2 separate regions of the Sus scrofa genome follow, and region 2 is linked to region 1. A link is a contact called in public promoter capture Hi-C data. All regions are on one chromosome and are shown on one strand. The core of a region is the stretch at or near the end of the contact, and the rest is flanking DNA. Distances in the headings are between cores, read along the strand shown.

Region 1 (6,423 bases), core at 2,108-4,607:
AGTTTCTATTAGTATTGTTAACAGAAAGACAATAGAATCTGGGATTCGATGAGTCTGCTTTTCTCTTATACTTGCAGGTAATTCCCTGTGTGACTGTGGATAAGTCATGTCACACCCCTGAGCCTGAGTTTCTCCATCTGTTAGGTTGGGATCACAAAGCCTACTGCAGAGAGGGCCTTTGTGAGAGCAGAGAGGATGAGAGAGAGCAAGCACTCAGCACAGCACCCAGGGCATGGTGAATCCCTTCCTGACAGGCTGAACCAGCCCCTGTCGCCTCTTAGACAAGAAAGTTAGGCTTCACATTTACCTTATCTAGGGCTGTTATCTCCAGCCCCTCTGTACCTGGCACATAGTAGGTGTTTAATAAATAGTTCTTTACTGTATGAATGAATCAGTAATCACAGGGACCACGCTTTTTTCATCTTTGTATCCACTCCAAGACTGGTGAAATGCCTAGCATCTAATTTCAATAAATGTTTGTCGACGGAATAGATTTTAAAATGACTATTCATTTCTCTTCCCAGTCCCACTCAAGTTCCTGAATTGAACTGAGAAATATACCTGTTAACGTATGCTCAATCTCTCTAGCCTTAGTATTCTTATCTGTAAAATGAGTCTAGTCATAATATCTACTTCGTAAGAGTGTTCTGAAAAGTAAATGAGGCCATATTATTCGGCACGTAGAAAATGTTGGTTCATGGGGTTCTCTTGCAGCACAGTGGGTTAGGATCTGGCATTGTCACTGCTGTGGTGCACTTCCATCCCTGGTCTGGGAACCTCTGCATGCTGCAGGCACAGCCCAAAAAAGGAGGAGGGGGAGGGGGAGGAGGAGAAGAAGGAGAACAGGAGGAAGAGTGGGAGAGGAGGAAGAAGAAAAAGGAGAAGGAGAAGAAGAAAATGTTGGTTCATTATTATTCCCTCCCCTGAGCCTCAGTTTATTTTGTGAAATGGGCATCTACTCACTTATTTATTCATTCATTACTCAACAAACACAGTGCCTATGTGCAGATAAGACCTAGGGCAGTCAGAGAGGTGACTGAGCCATGGTCCTTGCCATGAGGAACTAAGTCTGCTGTGGAACAGCTTGTCAATATTAAAAATCCAGTGAGAGAAGAAAGAGCCGCAGTGTGAGTCAGGTTCATGGGGGCTGGGGTGTTTGGGGGATGGAGACTTCCAGAGTTTCAGCAAGCTTGTTAGGGAGATTGTAAAAGGTTATGGTATCACCAACCAGTATAATCATCAACACGGCATCGGGTTGAAATGGAGTTGTCCTTTCTGGGCTCTGGCTTTTGTAGCCTGAGTCTGTGGATTCCTGCTGTAGCCTCATTTTCTATCCCGGCTCACCAGTGTCCCAGACAGGTCTAGATGTGACAATGACAGTAAGGAACGAGTCCCAACAGACACAGCCTTCTGAGCCTCAGCCTCACCCTCCTCCCCTTCTCCTGGGTCCTCCCTTCTCGGGGGACTTTAAACAGTGATTCTCCTACACTCTCAATGTAGAGCTATGTGGGGTGCTGCCTGGTTCTCCAAAGACAAGGCTCCCCCTTCCTAACGTGGGTCCTGGGAGGGAGATGCTTGTGTGTTGGAGATTGGAAGGAGCCTAGCCAGCATCCCGGTGGGTCACATGCTTGTCTCTGATGTTCACAGCTGGTTCCAGGGAATTGACTCCTGCCAGTCAAACTCATGAGAGACTGAAACATCTGAATCAGAATTGACATTTAAGTTGGGTGTACTTGTGGGGTTGGGAGTGACCAAAATATTTGCACCTGTTACCCAGAGCAATCTTTTGTTTTCAATTGAAAGAGATTTGCACACTCAGGATGTTTGAATATCAGGGGAGGGTCTGCTGTCAGTGGCCTGGCCAGAGGTAGAAGGATGTCTGAGTCCCAGTGGCCCATCATGTAAAAGGCCTCAGGGAAGAAGCAAGATTTATGAGGTGAGAGCCTGCCTGGGCTACTTCTTCTGTAGCAAAGGCCTCCCTGCAGTATTTTCTGTCTCATCAACACTGCATTTCATTTTAAATTACAGCTGAAAGCAGATATTTTCCCTCTTGCCTATTACACCTCTTAATTTGTCTCTCCCTCTGCTATTTGTCTCTATAAAGTGTCTTGCATGAAAGACCCACACAACACAATGTTTCTCTGCCTTGGGTTTGGTTTAACAGAAAGGGAAGATGCAGAGAGAATTGAATCCTGGAAGGAAGGTGTGAGGGTCTTGGGGTTGAGATACACCTGTGTCTAGGAATATAAGCCTGACTGTGTGTATAAGTGCATGTTTTTGAACCTATCTATTGTGTGTCTGAGTTTGTGCATGTCAGTACTTGTACTGATATGTCTTCATGTACTTTGGAAAATCACTTGGCGTCCATACCTAAATTAAGTGTATGTTTGTGTGCAGGTACACACCCACATGCAATCTCTGAGTGCATCCATGTCTATGCACTGGAGCACACATGTGCACATAAACACACGCAGGCATCTGGGTACGCACATCACCTGATGTGTATGGTCTTCTGCGCACATGACCAAGGTTCCTTCTCCTTCCTTGCTCTGGCACCGCTGCGGTTAGCTTCTTTATCTGCCCTACCCAGGGGGCCGGCCTGGTTTGGGGCTGTGGGAAAAGGAAGGCAGAGTTGTGGTCTGCGGGAGGGGGTCTAGTGGAAACACTGCCTTAGCCCGGCCCAACCGCCGGGTTGGCTTGGCTCCAGCCAGCCCTTCCTCACAGCCTGCCACAGCAGCACCACGGCCGCCCCTGCGGAAGCTCTCGGGTTCCCTGGGCAGGCCTCCAGCTCCCCGCCAATCCCGGACTGGCACAGAGGGGTGAGTGAGATTACCAAACCACTACGAGAACCCTCCAGACCAGCTGGGGCTCGTGCCCCCTCCGGGGGACCGACAACTGTAGCGGCGAGGGCGGGGACAAGGGTGGGAGGCGGTGTCTCGGTCTCTCCCAGTCCAGAGAATGCTGGGCACTAACCAATGGGCGACTGCGGCCCAACGGGGATCCCTCCGAGGCAGCCAATGACCTCGCTCCGCTCTCCACCCCCGCCCTCGCCAACCCCGCGCAACTGGACCATTGGTGCCGGCGGGATGGGGCGGGGTGGGGGTGGGGGTAGTGTGCTCGGCGCCGGCCCTTTGAGGAAGGGGGCGTGGCTTGGAGTCCCAGCTCCTCTCCCCACCCGGGCTCAGGCCCTGCACTCCTTACTCCAGCCGCGAGGCCATTGGCCTGGCTGCGGCGCCGCGGCGGTGGTGGACCGCGGGACGCGCGCAGTGGGCGTGGCCCGAGGGCGTGGCCCGACGGGAGGCGGGGCCGAGGGTGCTGTCTCAGTGAAAGCCGGAGCTGCGGCGGCAGCGGCGGGGGCGTCCGGGCGGTGTGCGCGCCTGTGGGGCGCAGGCTCGGCAGCGGCGGCGCCGGCGGTGGCGGCGGCGGCGGCGGCGGCGGTGGAGGAGGCTCAGCCTGCGGCTGCAGCGGCCCGTCTGGAGCGGCCGCTGAGAGGAGGCCAGCTGCAGCGGGGGAGGCGCAGCCGGGACTGCGCGCTCCGCGGAGCCGGCGGGGACCGGGAACAGGTGATCCCAGCAGGAACCCGGAGCCCCACCGAGTTGGCGGGGCGGGAGCTCGCACTCCCGGGCGCAGCTGCAGCCGCCCCGCCGCGGCTGGTCGCGGACGGTGCCGGGCACCGGACCAGGGCTCGGGCATCCCTCTGCTCCTGGGGACCCGGGAAGCCCCTACCCCTGCAGGCTCCGAAGTGTCTGCTCCCGCTCGCCGGCGCCCGCTCCGCGGCGGAGCAAAGTTGTGGACGCGTCCCCTTAGCCGAGCCCCGGCACTGCCGCGACCCGGCTGGGCCGGCGCGCTCTCTGAGCGCCACTGACACTCCAGCCCCGCTGCCGCTTCGCCCCCAGAAGGTGGCCCCTTCTGGAAACTGCTTCTGAGGCTAAAACTTTGGGCCGAGGGGTTGAGGGCGGCTCGGCGCGGGGACGAGGCCTGCGGGCTCCCCTCCGCGCCAACAGCGTGGGCGCCGTGGACGGCATGTGACGGCCCCGGCGGCGGCCGCAGCGCGGGAAGGCGCGGGCCCCGGGAGCTCCGGCCGCTGCGAGGAGGGGCTGAGCGGCGGCCGGAGAAAGGGCTGCGGCAGGCGGCCGACCCTTGCGGGCCCGGGCCCCGCCGCCTCGCTCGCCCGGGCCCCGCCGAGGTCGCTGCGCCCCCACCCCGGCGCGGGAGGACGCGCCCCAAACTCCCTGAACTTCAGGAGCCGTCCCCGAGAGGCGAAGCTCTCAGGGACACCCACCCCGAGAGACGCTCCTCGACGACCTACTCTCCCCGAGCCCCCAGCTGACAAGTGCCTGGACTCCAAGGGCCTCAGGGGCCTGGCTGGAGCTGACTGTCCCTAGCCCTGTGCCCGGCCACGATGCTCATGAGGAAAGTGCCCGGCTTCGTCCCGGCCTCCTCGTGGGGGCTGCGGCTGCCGCAGAAGTTCCTCTTCCTTCTCTTCCTCTCCGGCCTCATCACCCTGTGCTTCGGGGCCCTCTTCCTGCTGCCCAACTCTTCTCGCCTCAAGCGCCTCTTCCTGGCCCCCCGGACCCAGCAGCCCGGCATGGAGGCAGTGGCCCAAGTCGCCGGCCACTCTCTGGCCCGCGAGCCGGAGTCACCTCCCAACCCGGCCCCCGCGGCTCCAGCACCAGGCAAGGACGATCCCAGCAGCCAAGCCAGTCCCCGCAGTCGGAAAGGATGGCCAAGGCGCACCCGCCTCGTTGAGTTACGGGAGGAGGTTGCCGCGGCCCCCCTCAGACCCCAGGAGGGGAGCATCCAGTCTAGCTTTGACTTCAACGCCTTCAGGAGCCGCCTCCGCCACCCGGTCCTGGGGACTGGGGCCAACAAGAGTAAGGAGCCCCAGAGCCTAGTTCAAACCCAACGGGAGAAAATCAAGGAGGTAAGGACTGTCTTTCCCTCATGAAAGAAAAGACCCACTGTGCTTCCATCCATTTGCCCTGGGCCCCAGTCACTCCCCTGCACGCTGGTCTACTCTAGGCCCTCTAGGCACACTCTGCACCCTCCTCTCTCCTCCAAAACTTCCTACCTTCACTCCTTCCTGCACACTTTTCCACCACTGGGTTCAGTTAATCATCCCCACGCCTAGCAGGTGGTAGCTGAACCACTGGACCAACTTTGCCCCATCTGCAGACTCTGGTCTTTCTAGTCCAGTCCTCAGTCCAGGTGGGCTCTGCTCCCTCTCTTTGTAGGGTTGCCGATAAGATTTTGATGGAGTTGCTAGTAAGGTTCATTAATGGACAACCTTTCTCCTTGAAGGGACCAAGGCCACGTTCTTTCTTAATGTGTGTCCTTCAGTCACGACTTCTCCCAAACTCCTGTAGAATCTACTACCTGGAAATCAAGGATTTGGGGGGTATTTGGTGTCTTGCAAGTATTTTGTAATCAAGCCAGCAACCTACAAACCAGAGAATGTTGTGCATTCTTGCTAACTGTTTCTATTGAGCTTTGGAACAATTGTACATAATCGCATGTGATGCAGGGAGCAGTGATCAATAAGGCAGTGGTAATGTTATAGAAGCTCTGAGGTTATTGCCTTAATGAAGCAGGTCTTGGACTTGTGCCCTGCAGGGATTTTACCAGAGAGAGGTTAGAAGGATCACTTTAAGTCTGAATCTTAGTATTAGTTCAAGAAACCAAAAGCAAATTCGCCTCACCATGGCTTGAAGACTGTTGCCAAGCCACCACTGATAACTAAATGTTCTACTCAACCACTGTTGGAGCTGCCTGCTGTTGGAACCTCCTGCATGAGGATTTTGCCCAGCATTGCAGAGGGGGCTGCAGTGACACCCCCGGGCCACGAGGGGGCTGTGGGCAAGCAGTGGGCCAGGGTCTCCTTCCTAGAAATAAGAGGATGCTCCCCCATGCCCGTGGGCCCAGAAGGAAAGGACTGCTTCTGTCTGGAGTTCTTGGTTTGCTGCAAAGCAGTAAGCAAGTCTGCTCTGATTTCCGGAAGGGGCAGGCAGCAAGGGTCAGGACCTGCCCTGCCAGGACTTACTGAGAGCCAGTGGAGAGCTTAGCTGTCCCCCCTCTCCCTCTCCAGTCTGTCCTCTCTCCCAACACCCACTTCTCCCCTACTCATCTCCGCTCCTGTTACTCAGCCTTCCATGCTAAGCCTTGTGGAGACTCTATCTCAACTAGCAATCACTGGACGTTTTGTGATGTCAAGATAGAAAACCACAAAGATGAGTCCTTATTTTGTATGTATGCACAATCGCAGTTTCTAAATTTCTGTTGAAATCCCACAGTTAACCTCTGAAACTTGCAAGGCTGAGGAAGGGCCATTATTTCTCCTTTGTTGGTTAAGGAGCTGTCTTGTTGAACACTCACCTGAACCACCCCAGCTCCCTTTCCCAAAGCTGCCTCTGAGCACATTAACCC
Region 2 (6,423 bases), core at 2,349-4,848, 63 kb after region 1:
ACTTTGAGAGTAAGGCCTCTGGGTGAGGCACTTCTCAAGCCAGTCTTTGTGTCCTGAGCAATTCAGTGTTAAAGTAGCTTTCTGTTTACCACGGTGGTCTCAGGAGGTCCCATCAGAAAATGCCCCCGAGACCCTAGCGGCTGCCAGCCAAGAGGACATGTCCTGTTCCTCATGAGCACAGGGCCGGGACTCGATGGGGATGCTCTTATCTCTATGAAGTCACAGAGGTGAGTCTGCCACCTGAAGAACACAATTGAGGAGGGGAGGGTGGAGGAACTAGCCATCAAGCAGCCGCTGGCGATGCCGTAAAGCACAGGGGTTCTGTACACAGAGCCCCAGCCTCCTTACCTGTAAAGGGGCTGCTGCTGGACCTGGGGGACTATTAAATAAGCCAGCCGAAGAACCTGGACTCGGAGGCCTGACAGCTTGGATGTGTGTGTTCCTCTGCCACTTCCCGGCTGTGTGACCTTAGGCAAGTTTCTTCACCTTTCTGGGCCTCAGTTTCCCAGCTATAATGTGGGGACGACAGGACCTACTAATCGGATCGTTTTGAGAACTAAGAGTTAATGCATGAGAAGTGCTTGTATTCACGCCAGGCACATAGGAAACGTTCTTCAAGTTCAGCTGTGATGAGGATGATGTAAGGCCCTTAGGACAGTGTGTGCTTCTCCCATTTTGACTGGGTCACACCCAAGGCCCCTGGAGCCTCCTGGACCCAGGGACCCACGTCAGGGCCCCAGGGCTTTCCCAGCCCTCATCCCTCCTGCCTGTTCCCCTCAGCCCTCGAGCGTCCACACAGAGACCATAGGGGGGCAGCCCATGGGCAGGCGGTGTCCCTCATCATCATCTTCCACTGGAATTTTTGGCAGGAAAGAGCCAGGGGAAGGTTAAGTTTCAAGGCTGTGGAATAAATCGGCCTTCTGTCAGAAGAAGAGTGTCCAGGAGGGTGGTAAGGGTGACCTCGCGCTCCGTGCCAGCTGCCACCTTAAAGTACTTAATGAGCATTAAATCCTCCAAGAAGTCCGAGTGGCCCCAAGAACTTCACTCTCCCCTGGCAGTGGTGAGGGGGAATCGGTACTGGTTACAGAGTCTTGGGAGGTCGCCATCAAAGAGGCCCTTTGGCACCAAGTCTGACTGCCTCATCTTAGAGCCAGGGAAACCAAGCTCAGAGAGGGAAAGGGACCCACCCGGTGGCACAGCATGTTAACTGTAGGAATTTGAACTCTCGTGGCCTGAGTCCCAGCACTTTGCTCTTTCCACCACCCACTCTGAGATTAGCCAGATTGTCAGAGCACAGAGTGGTCCTGGCCAGATCACTGCTAGGAGCTAGACATTCTCAGAACTCTCGCAACAGCAAGTCATCTTTCAGGATGTATATGATTTCGGGGCCAGGAGCCCTCCTGCTTCCTGTACGTGCATCACACCAGGCACCTAGCTGCATTCTCTCCTGTCCTCCTCGCAGCCCTGGGAAGGTATACATTACCACATATCCCCATTTTACAGATGAGGAAACGGAGACTTGGCGAGTTTTAGGACTTGCTTAGTCACACATTTGTAGAGCAGGATTTAATCACAGGAGTCTGACTCCAAAACCCAAGCCATAAATCACCATGCTGCCCTGTCCCCCAGTGACCCCAAGCATGGCTGTAGAAAAGGGAGTGGGAACAGAGAGACAGTCTCAGGGTTGGTGGCATTGCGTCTTCTGCTCCACTGCCCTCATGGAAGCACAGAAAGACATGTACTACGTAGGGCAGTGTCTGCAGCCACCCATCTGAAAGCATCATTATTTGTTGGACATCACCTGAGTATTTTGGCAAAAAAGATTCCAATTTCTTTCTTTTCTCCCACCACAGGAAAAATATTTTACCTCTGCCCAGTAACCTAAAAATATCTACTTGCAAAACATGCCTTTAGCCATCAGCATGATGAGCTGCGAAGAGCATGGATTTGTGAACCAGACCAGCCTGAGTTTGAATCCCGGTTCTAGCACTTACTAGTTCTGTGACCTTAGGCAAGTTTCTTAAACTCTCTGCACCTCAGTTTCTCCATCTATACAATGAAGATAATACCCACTTCACTCAGCAGTGGTGAGGGTTAGAGAAAGCTGATGTGTATAAAACCTGCCCATGTGCTTTAACATCCTTGCCCATAGGCATGCATTAACCATAAGCTGCAGCCATGATTGTTACATTTGTTATAAAATAATTGTGAGAATAATTATATTCCAAGGAAAGAAAAAAATAGTGGCTGTCACACAGTAGGCTCTCAATCAATATTGCCAAATGGATGAATTGCCCCTGAGGTCCCTACCTGCTCTGTTTTCCCTGAAGCCCTTCATCCCGCTCCTGCTGTGCTCTGTCCCGCTCATCCTCTGCAGCTGCCATGACCTCCTCCGTCACAAAGTACATTGGGAATCAGCAGACTGACCCTGAAAGAGCAGCAGTCTTGCTTAGTCAGCGGCTCTGATCCCAGGCATCTTCTCTGTGAAGGAGAGAGGTGCATCTGCGGCTGGAAGCAACGTCCCCCTGCTGCGAGCCAGCTCGGGGTGACCGTGAGGGCCCCAGATTGGATTCTGCCTCTGCCTGGTGAATCCCCAGTAGAACTGCCTGACCAAATCCCTGTTTCCAGAGATGATTTACAGCCTTGGGTGAGCTAAGAGGCAAAATGAGCACGGCACGATTTTTAGATCACAGGCTGCGAATGGTCGGCCTTCGCAGAGAGAAAAATCACCTTTGCCTTGTAAACGGAGCAAATATGATATTGGAGAGGGAATAAATCCAGGCCCCAAGATATCATTTTTACAACTGCGTTTTGGCGTGTGACTTAGCTGTGCCTTCTGTACAGTGTTCATAGTCTCTACGTGTGTGTGCAGGTGCACACACATGCACACACACACACACACACACACTCCAGTCTTCCTGGGTCCTTCTGTAGGTTAGAAAGCCGCTCCGCAGTGTGGCTGTGGGGAGGTACACACTTTGCAGACAGTTTTGAAAACTGTTTTCAAAAGATAAACAGTTTTCCATAGATCTCCATGCTGTTTCCACAGCTCTCTGAATTTGTTTCTGAGTGGCAGCAGTTTTGACTTGGGAGCTATGCCAGGGTTCAGATTCCTGGCGTTTACCAGCTGAATTAAATGGGGCAAGTCAGAAAGTGCTCTGAAGCTCAGTTTACCCACCTATAAAAGAGGGAGGGCAGAGCTAGGTAGCCCCAGTGCAGTGCCCAGCACCTACGAAGCCCTCATAAAGGACTTTTCCTTCCCGGAGGGCAGATACACCCTTCCCAGCCCCTTCCCTGTCTCCTCTTTTATTGGGTGACAGAGCACTGGGACTTCTCTGGCTGAAAATGCCATATCCTCTTTTGTAAGTTTTGTTTTTTGGAGGTTTGTTTTTTCTTTTTTTCTGAAAAACAAAAACAAAACACCAAATATCCATAGCTCTTGGAAGATCAATATCAGGCAATGATGCTCCCTGATTTTGGCAGGCGGTGGTGCACATTCCTGACCCCGGCTTTGAGTTTGTTTTGAGAAAGCGCTGTCATCAGCCCCGGAGGTGGTGATGTTGCAATTCCTTGGGTAGAATGGGTCAGGCTACAGGGCAGCGAGCAAACCTTCCCGGCAGTCACATGTCTTGGGAGCCGGGGCTGCTCCATCCGGAGGCCAGAGGCTGTCAAAGCACAGAGGAAATGGATTAGAAACACCAGTCACAGGCAAATGGCCTTTAGCACCAGGAAGAAAATGGGAGGAAAGTATTAACCCCACGCATGGGAAGGCCAGGCAGGACTGGCAGTTTCTGGTCAGATGCTGCAGCCGGTGGTGGCCTCCCTGTGGCCTTGCGTGACACATCCACGATTCCTCGGCCAGCTTCTAAAGACCAGAATGTCCCTGGAGTGACGCTGGGTGATTAGCAAAGCAGAGCGCTCACCTCTCAGTTGGCCTGCCGACTGCCACGCTCTCATGCTGCTGACCACTCAGGCCGCGCTGCTCTGCACCCTCCTACCAGAAAGATATTTTCCCCCCAAGCGGTTTCTAATTAAGATGCATCTTTGCTGTTTTTTTCTTTCTCTTTTTGTTTAAAAGACTTCCCACCAGCACAGAGCATCATTTATGTCTCTAGAAAATATAGCAGCAGGTTGTTGTGAAAAGAAAACTTGAGGCTTGGAGCCTTGGGTCCCTGCCCCAGCCCGGCACCAGCAGCCACCTGAGCCCGCGACCTCCTCTGGGTCTCGACTCGGCTTCAGTACAAAGAGGTTGGCACCCTGGGCCCTCACTGTCCCCTCTGTGATTCTCAGCTCGTTACTAGGGCTCATTTTTTTTCCCGCCTCTGAGAGGCTATTTGGGCTACGCAGTTTCTGTTGAAATCTGAAATTTTAGTAGCAAGTCTTGTGCCTGTTGGAGAGGAGTGAGTCAGGGTATCTATTCCCAGAGCAAGTTACCGGGGAAGCATGAGATGATTCATATTGAAACTGACATTCCCTCCTGGGGGTGACGTGTTCCTGCCCAATTTCCATAGGCCTTCCCTTCCTTGGAAACAAGGCAGAGCCCGCAGCAGCCAGCCAGCCCTCTTTGCTTCCTTGCATTAATGGCAAGCACTTGCCAGATTTCCCAGCAAACTCAGTAACAAATAGGTCTGCGAATTCACAGAATCTCAGACTGTCCATGCCAGGTGGATTCTTTGAAACCATCTGGTCCAGCATCGAAGGATGGGGAAAGACGCACAGAGGGACAGGGCACTCGGAAGGTCTGACAGCCAGGAATTGAACCCTGGTCCTTTAACTTGAGCCTCTATCTTTTTTTTCCTTTTTAATTATTTTTTTAAAAATTAAGATGTAACTTACAATTTACAGTAAAATGCACAAATCTTAAGTGCATAGCCCAAGGAATTTTACATGTGGATGCACCCCTGTCACCACCCCACAGGTCAAGATAGAGGGCCCTTCTGTTACCCCAGAAGCTCCCCCAGACCCTCCCTGGTCAGCAGTCCCCATTGGTTCTGACTTGTCACCTTAGGTTTGTTTTGTCTGCTTTAAAATGTCCTGTCATACTGTGTGCACTTTTAGAGTTTACTTTTTTCACTCATAATCATGTCATGAAGGGTTCATTTTTTCTCCCCCAAGTTCATCCATTCTGCTGTTGCTAGACATTTTTGTTCCTGGTTATTTGGTAATTATGAGCAAAGCTGCTATAAACACTTTTTGTTTTTTTGTTTAAAATGTAGTCAACTGTACTTTAATTAAAATTTAAAAGCAATAAAAATAAAATGCAGTGACTTTGATTCAATTTGCAACCATCACCACAGTCATTTTTAAAACATTTTCAGTATCCCCAAAGGAAATCCTGTACCCATTAGCTGTCACCCCCCATTTCTCCCCAGCCCTCCCTCCTCTACCAGCCCTAGGCCACCACTAATCTACTTTCCATCCCTTTATCAATTCTTCTATTCTGAACACTCTGTATAAAAGGAGCCATATAATACAGCCCCTTTTGTGACTGGCTTCTTTCACTGAGCATAATTTTTTTTAATAATGATTTTTATATTTTTTAGTTTATTTTTTTGTTTTTGTTTTTTAAGGCTGCACCTGTGGCATATGGAGGTTCCCAGGCTAGGGATCAAATCTGAGCTACAGCTGCCAGCCTACACCACAGCCACAGCAATACAGGATCTGAGCCACGTCTGAAGCCTACACTGTAGCTCACAGCAACGCCAGATCCCTGACCCACTGAGCAAGGCCAGGGATGGAACCCGCATCTTCATGGATGCTAGTTGGATTCATTTCCACTGCGCCGCGATAAAAGAACTCCCTGAGATAATGTTTTGAGGTTCAACCACATTGTAGCAGGTAGCAGTACTTCATTCCTTTATATTGACAAACAACATTCCATTGCATGGGCTTGTCACATTTTGTGTAACCATCAGTGGACATTTGGATCGTGTCTGCTTTTCTTGGCTATTACAAATGATGCTGGAGTTCCCACTGTGGCACAAGATTGGCAGCATCTATGCAGTGCCAGGATGGAAATTTGATCCCCAGCCTGGCACAATGGGTTAAAGCATCTGGCTTTAGGTCACAATTGTGGCTTGGCTCTGATCCCTGGCCCAGGAACTCCATATGCCATGGGGTGACCAAAAAAAAACCAAAAACCCCCGAAACAAACGATGCTGCTGTGAACATTCATGTATAAGGTTTTGTATGGATGTAGACTTTTGTTTCTCTTGGTATATGCCTGGGAGTGGAATTGCTGGATCCTGTGGGAACTCTGTGTGCACCTTTTGGAGGAACTGCTAGCCTGTTTTCCACTGTAGCTGCACCATTTACATGTTGGTTGTTTATCACCACTTTGGTCCGTGATTTTGGTGGAAACAGGCGGTATCTATGTTGGGACCTACCCAGGATTTGAACTGCCGGGTCTTTCTGTATCCATAC

The links. Promoter capture Hi-C pulls out the DNA fragments that hold promoters and counts their contacts.
Region 2: a contact with region 1 is called in a promoter capture Hi-C map of liver, with 5 times the contacts expected there. The contact joins the enhancer-like site here to the promoter of MAN1C1 in region 1. A contact is called at or near these places in 2 of 5 promoter capture datasets (both in liver), 9 of 47 Hi-C or Micro-C datasets (alveolar macrophages, blood, embryonic fibroblasts and 3 more) and 2 of 2 datasets of contacts at active chromatin or transcription factors (alveolar macrophages and skeletal muscle).

Annotation. Positions count from the first base shown.
Region 1 is chr6:83,086,585-83,093,007 of Sscrofa11.1, forward strand. It overlaps MAN1C1 (mannosyl-oligosaccharide 1,2-alpha-mannosidase IC), which reads left to right and starts at 3,358. Exons shown (of 12, transcript XM_021095595.1): 1 at 3,358-4,924. The coding sequence starts at 4,403.
Region 2 is chr6:83,149,428-83,155,850 of Sscrofa11.1, forward strand. All of the region lies in intron 2 of MAN1C1 (mannosyl-oligosaccharide 1,2-alpha-mannosidase IC), which reads left to right. Among named protein-coding and RNA genes, the nearest start is that of MAN1C1, 63 kb to the left of the region's middle. Within about 2 kb of position 3,599, at least 36 of the 83 cell types and tissues checked have an H3K27ac peak or open chromatin away from gene starts, as enhancers often do. A contact at or near this core is called in alveolar macrophages, embryonic fibroblasts, liver and 1 more, where this site is marked.